2 separate regions of the Rattus norvegicus genome follow, and region 2 is linked to region 1. A link is a contact called in public Hi-C data. All regions are on one chromosome and are shown on one strand. Each heading gives the region's core, a stretch centred on a gene start, on an enhancer-like site or on the middle of the called end of the contact. The rest is flanking DNA. Distances are from core to core; before and after follow the strand shown. Region 1 holds the start of Mest (mesoderm specific transcript). Region 2 has its middle 22 kb from the start of Klf14.

The links. Hi-C and Micro-C count contacts between places; a contact is called where the count stands out from the background.
Region 2: a Hi-C map of frontal cortex shows a contact between it and region 1, with 2.1 times the contacts expected there. The contact joins the enhancer-like site here to the promoter of Mest in region 1. A contact is called at or near these places in 2 of 12 Hi-C or Micro-C datasets (frontal cortex and kidney).

Annotation. Positions count from the first base shown.
Region 1 is chr4:60,320,156-60,323,592 of GRCr8, forward strand. It overlaps Mest (mesoderm specific transcript), which reads left to right and starts at 1,659. Exons shown (of 12, transcript NM_001009617.2): 1 at 1,659-1,939. The coding sequence starts at 1,914.
Region 2 is chr4:60,544,772-60,547,919 of GRCr8, forward strand. No RefSeq gene overlaps it. Among named protein-coding and RNA genes, the nearest start is that of Klf14, 22 kb to the left of the region's middle. Within about 2 kb of position 1,875, at least 7 of the 93 cell types and tissues checked have an H3K27ac peak or open chromatin away from gene starts, as enhancers often do.

The DNA.
Region 1 (3,437 bases), core at 409-2,908:
GCCCCCAGGCCCCCAGGCCCCCAGTCTGTGCTGGCGCCCAAAGGAAACACTTTTTTTTTTTTTTAATAAATAAAAAAACCAAAGGTTACGGTGCAGAGCCCCCGGTGCTTTGCGAAAGCCGTCCCCTCAGGCTGGAATGTTCTTTGTCTCTGGTAAATGTCTATTCATCACTCAAGACAACCCCTTCTTCCCTCCCCTTAATTACTTCCTCCCCTGTGCACCCTCAAATTCTTGAACTTATTCATGCGGTATTTGTTAGGGGCCTGCTTTGTTGCCCACCCCATGGCGGGATCTGGGATACAAAAGGTGAATGAGACAAGGCTTTGAGGGTCTAAGGCTGGGAAAGAAAGGCCCGACATGTTAGAAAATATTCTGAAATCAAAAAGAAAATGTAAAAAGTGCCACCCTCCGATCACTCATTCACTTCATAGTCCTGTGTATCGCCCTGCGGAGGCTCTGCACAATCATTTGTTTTCCTGCCATCCACGAAGAAGTGTACCCTGGACCGTGTTATGCGTTCTGATGACCCTTTCTTAGGTGCTGGCATTTTCAGTGTCAGCTGGGTGGTCCCGAACTCCGGGAACGTGGGTAGATGCCCACAGCTTAGATCCCTGTGGATTCCGCTGACCCACTGCGGTCCTCTGGCCGAATCTTGCTCGACTGCATAGCTGGGCTTGGATGTTGCAAAGCCAAAGCTGCGGCAAATCGGGTGCCGAAGAGAGGCCTGCAGCGCCCCCATTGGGCCGGCCTGCGTTCGCAGCGTCCTTAGCTAGCTCTCGCTTAAGCTGCTAGAATTTCAGGGTACAGCTCCAAACCTCACATAGGCATCACGATGCTCCGCACTTTGCAAAGGCTTGAAAAATGACTTTTAAGGGGTTTGGAGTTTTAAAAAATCTCCAGTTTTGTCCGCACCTCTAGAGTGTTTGCACTGTGATTGTGTGGCACATAAATAGAGAAGCTTGTGCCCCCCCCCCCCCCCCCCCGATGAACGGTCCCCAATGCTGCTCCAGATGGGCGCTGCAGCAGCTTCTGGTATGCGGACCACGTTGTGCTGCCGCAAAGGAAGTGTACCGGTGCTACCGTGGTGGGGACATTGGCTCATTCTATGCGATCACAGCCCATCCATGAATGTGTCCACTTGGCCACAGATACCACAGAATCTGTCCATTCCCTAAACATTTAGTGTGCCTTTCCTTCTTTGTTATCAGGGGTTAAGGGCTTGGGGTTGCCGCGCGCGCATTGGTGACCCACATTTTCGGGCTCAGAACCCCTGTAGGAGGTAGAAAAGAAGTGGGAGCCGCAATAAGCACCCTAGCCCTGGGGTGATTTATGCCTTCCGGGGGGCAGGAGACCTGTGCGTGGTCCAAGGGATGGGTTGGGGAGGGATATCTCACACATTCTCATCCTTGCCCGAAGCATTAACACATGGGAAAGCTTTCTTTAGCAGAATCTGGGGTTCAGGTTTAGAGATCTGTAAGGAAAGAGGGGGTAGCGGGGTCGATACCCCTGGGGGCGCCCACGGGAGAGGCCCCCCTTCTCTGCAGCTGTGGGGAGGGGCTCTGCGGCGGGAGCGAGAAGGAGGGGCGCTGCAGCACGGTGGGCGGGCCAGAGGCGGGGCTCTGTGGGCCTTAAAAGTCGGTGCCCGCTCGCTCCTCTCTGCCTCGGCCACCAGCACATCCCGGTGCATCCTCACAGGCGCAGCAGCCTTCCTCTGCGGCAGCCGCACCTCGCCACCCGGCGTAGTGCTGCAGGCTCGCCCGAGTTGCCGCTTGCTGCCTCTTTTGTCGCTGCCGCGGGCCGCCCTGCGGACCGTGGGCTGCGCCGAGGCCATCCCCGATCCTGTACCGCTGTAGGCGCCTCGGCGCGCCCTGTGATCCGCAATCCTGCGGCGGGCGGCATGGGATAATGCGGCCATGGTGCGCCGAGATCGCTTGCGCAGGTGGGTGCTGCCAGTCGTGCCCAGAGAGGGGGTGTGGCCAGCCCGCACCCCGGAGATGCGGGTGGCAAAAATTCTCACCCAAAGGTGGCTGCACAGCCCTAACTTGGAATCGCCTTCACTGATGATTTTTAGAACCAGGCTTTAGTCATGTGAGACTTAAGAATTTTAGAATCGTTGCATTACCATGGTGAGAATTAGTCTTTTTTGTCTGGGTCTTTGCTGTGGTATGATTTACAAGGTGGTAATGAAGCAACTTAGGAATCGCGAACCTTGGTAACGCCTGGGTGTCTTGTAGGATTTTCAGAGCTGGTCATTGTTGTGGCGTGATTTAGGATTTCTAGACCATGGCATGTGATTTAGGAATCCAGCAGCCGAGATTGCCGCAGAGCGACTTAAGATTTCCTGGTTCTGGCCTCACAGTGGTGTGGTTACTGCATAGGTGTGACTGGATCTTGCCGCGCTGTGTGGCCACGGCTTTAGGTGTTGTTTGGGAGCCAGAAATGGAAACCCCGGGGGACACCGGCACGCGTCCAGGCTCTTAAAATATTAAGAGAATTGTTTGCTTCGGTTTGTGTGTGCACAGCAGAGTTCTCACTAAGAATGAATCAGGTGGGCTGGTTTGGCGGTATTAGATAAACATTTTTTTTACATCATTTAAAGCAATCAGAAATCAAGGCACGTAAAGTTTGTTATGGGAGTACGTTGAAATTTTGCTCTAAATCATGGTACCATTAAATAATGGGAATTGGACTAAAAATACTTGTTTAAACCTTTTCGTCCGATTGCTAGTTTGCTTGACTACTAAAAAAAAACTCAAAATGTTGGGGGTATTTTTTACCAAGGTAACTAAAGCTGAGAATGGCTGGGGGGGTTGCCCCCCCTTCCTGAATGGAGGAGGTGCACTAAGGTATGGTCTGGAGAGCGTGGGTGTGGCACCTCTGTTTCCCTGCGCACGGGAAGCCCCTGTTCGCTCTGCGGTAGGCGCCCCTCCCTGGCGTTCTGCTGAGTCACTGCGGATTCAGTGAGTCTAGCAAGGATGCCAAAGAGGCTACGTGAAAATGTATGAACAGGTAACAGAACCAAACGGGTTCTGAGGAAATGAACAGTAACAACAAAAGACACCCCCCCCCCAACCTAACGCTTTTATTTGCTTTTCAAGGAGGTTCAGCCGTAAAACCCGTTAGCAGATATCAGACTGAGATAAAACCATCCCGTTTTGGCACTGTTCCAGTCATTCTAGTATAGCCTCGCAAGGTAGAACAGAATCATTGTGACTTTATTAGACAGGACTTTGGAGGTAGGAAAAAAGTATCTAAGCACTGTCTAAAATTCAGGCAGGCAGCCGCGGTTCCTCAGGGCGTGTCGGGTCTTACCCACCATTTCAGGTTTACTTATAGAGAGGCCCCCCGCCTCAAACCAGTCAATTTTGTGAGATTTCAGGTAATATGTTGTATATAGGGTGTACTCAGGTACAAAGACAGCGAGCCAACGAAACGCT
Region 2 (3,148 bases), core at 625-3,124, 220 kb after region 1:
GCTTATCCTTGATTTGTTACGAGTCTTAATCATTGTTTGTCTCCCCTATTAGAACTCAGGTAAGGACAGCAGAGAGGGGGCAGGGCGGCTCCTTCTGTTCTTTTCTCTGCAGGTATTCAATAAACACTTGCTGATCGAATCCAATAATCCTTTCTCTGTTAGAATATTCAGGGGCCTGTGAGGGAGGGCAGGGAGTGACATGCTGACTTCTGAGCAGGAAAAGGGATGTTGCCTTCTTGAACTGGGAGCAGCTGTGATTACCAGTACAAGACTGGAGTCCCCACCAATGCTGTGTAATCAATAGAAGGAGGAGGGACTTATGGGCCCCACCCTTCCCTGAGATTTATCCACAGTAAATGATTGACAAAGGAGAGACATTTCCTTCCTTGGTATAGCCACTGATGAGGTGTCATGCCCCTGAGGATAACCCCTCCCACATGGTCCAATTAAGTAAACATAAATAAACCATCAAAAAATATGTGAAAGGAGCAGAAGGTGGGAAGACTGGGCTTAGCAGAAGTGAGGGGGTGAGGGAAGAGACACGGGTGAAGGAGGCTTAATCAGAATCCATTAGCTCTCTGTATGGAGCTCCAGCATTAAACTCCTTACATGAACTAACATAGCTAATAAAAAGTAAGACAAAGAAAATCACAGGGAAAGCATGCTGGGAAGTTCCAATTTGTGGCTAAGAAAAAGAACCGGATTTGGTCAGGGAGAGGTTTAAAGTCTCCCCAAATTGAACATAAGTGGAGACGTGATCTTATTTTGTATGCTAAACTGCAGGTTATATACTCAAATCAGCTCCTTCTTACATTCTTCTTGGCAAGGTATTTCTGTAGAATGTTACTAGCAGAAGGAGCCTTGGCCGATAATGGAATCGAGAGTCCAGGAACCTGCAGCGTTCTCAAGAGTGGGATGTCTCATGTCTCATTTGAGTGAGGATGACGCACCTTTCAAAGGGATCAAGAACCTCAGGAGTATCCTGCGCCTTTCTCTCACAAGACAATAACAGCCCACACCTAGTGCCCACTCTGTGCCAGCATGATGCCTTAGACACTTCCTTTCTACGTCATCCACACAGTAAGATTATGAGTAACAGTGACTATTTTTTGAGTGTTTACAGTGTAGCCTTCAGTTAATGCTCTTTGTATCTGGTCTTGTTTTACCCTCGAGATTCCTAGGCAAGAAGTCCCATTGTCGTGCTCATGTTTCAGATAGGGCACAGGAAGCAGAGGAGTTGAGTATTGATCGAGGTCAGAGGGATCAGTAAGTCGGGGAGTGGGGATTTGGACTTGGGTAGCTACTGGGGTGGGGCGGGTTAGTGATGGAGACTTACTGGTGGTTTCTAGGCTCCACGGGTCCTGGCTTTTATAACAGAAGATTCACATCTAGTAGACTCCTGTTTTAGATATAAAACATAGTCTGGTTTCATCTTTTTTTTTTTTTTCTGGAGCAATTGCTGCCCCTGTGAGTGGACTTGTCTGCCTGTCTACTGTCATCAACAAGGGCTGATCAGTCTTCAAATCACATACAGCCCTGTGAAGCAGGCTGCCCCTTAAACCCTTAGAACAGGACCATGTTCAGGAGAACATTCATTTTGACTTGTGTTGAAACCATTAATAAAATCACGAGAAAAGGTTTTTATAGCCATCACATCGTTTTTTGTGTTTTGTAAATCTGGAACGCTGCCTTCTTGGGTTTTCTTGGGAGAGACACATGATTTAAAGGGGAACACTAACCTTTCAATTAAACGCAGCTAGTGTTTTTACACTTCTAGTGATTCAAGCTGACTGGTGAATGGAAGAGAAATGAGCTTCAGACACAAATTTGCTGTCTCTGGGTAGCAAAACACAAGATCTAATTTGAGACTCTGTAAAACTGCTTTTTAAGGTACGGGCGGAAAAGGATGGCTCGGGTACAGAGTACAGAGCGTACAGACCCAAGATAAAGGGAAGCTATCTCATCCTGGGATCGACATTTCATTCTTGGGAAGGGTTTACATTCATTTCCCCTTCGGGACGACTTGATAATCTTTGTGGAAGCTTTCTCGCTTTCTCTGTTGGAGGAGGAAAAAAAAAAAAAAAAAAAAAAAAGCCAGCTTTTTTTTTTTTTTTTTTTTTTTTGAGTCAAGCTCCTGGCTCTGTCTTAGTGGAGGTATGGTGCCCTCTAGTGGTGGAATAAGGAGTAGGAGTTGCAGGTACGTTTTCTTAATTTTCTCAGTTTGGTCAACACATCACCCCCCCCCCCCTTAATTAATTTACTTATTTATTTTAAATCCCGATCGCAGCTCCCCTTCCTCCTCTCCTCCAAGACACACCCTCACAAGCCCCTCGTCCCACAGCCCTCTCTGCTTCTCTAAGGAGAAGAGGAAGTCCCCCCTTAGGTACCACCCACCCTGGGACATCAAGTCACAGCAGAATTAGGTACATCCTCTCCCACTGAGACCCAGCAAGGCAGTCCGGCTAGGGGAAGGTGATTTAATGGCAACAAAAAAAAATCAGAGACATCCAGCCTCACTCCGAATTGTTAGGGGAGCCACATGAAGAGCAAGCGGCATCTGCTGCAAACAGGGACCCTAAGTCTAGCCCTTGCGTGCTCTTTGGTTGGTGGTTCAGTTTCTGTAGGTGCCCACGGGCCGAGGTTAGTTGAATCTGTAGGCCTTCCTGTGGTGTCCTCGACTCCTTCAGCTCCCTCAATCCTTCCTTCAACTCTTCCACAGACTCCCTAAGCTCCGCCTGATGTTTGGCTGTGGGTCTCCGCATCTGTTTCCATTCACTGCTGGATGGAGCCTCTCAGGACAGCAGAGCAGTGTATCACTAATATTGTCAGAGGTTGGCTTTCTCCTGTGGGATGGGTCTCAGTCGAGCCAGTCCCTCAGTGTCAGCTCCATCTTGCTGAGAGCAGACTGTGTATGAGGGTTTGTGTTAAGGATGCCCTGACATCCAATAGCTTTTTTTTTTTTCTTTCTTTCTTTTTTTTTCTTTTTTTCGGAGCTGGGGACAGAACCCAGGGCCTTGCGCTCCCTAGGCAAGCACTCTACCGCTGAGCTAAATCCCCAACCCCTATCCAATAGCTTTTATGAAGAGCTCACACGGTTGGACTAGACAATGGTAACTGTGGAGTCCCCTCTCCTCATTGTCATAGTAGT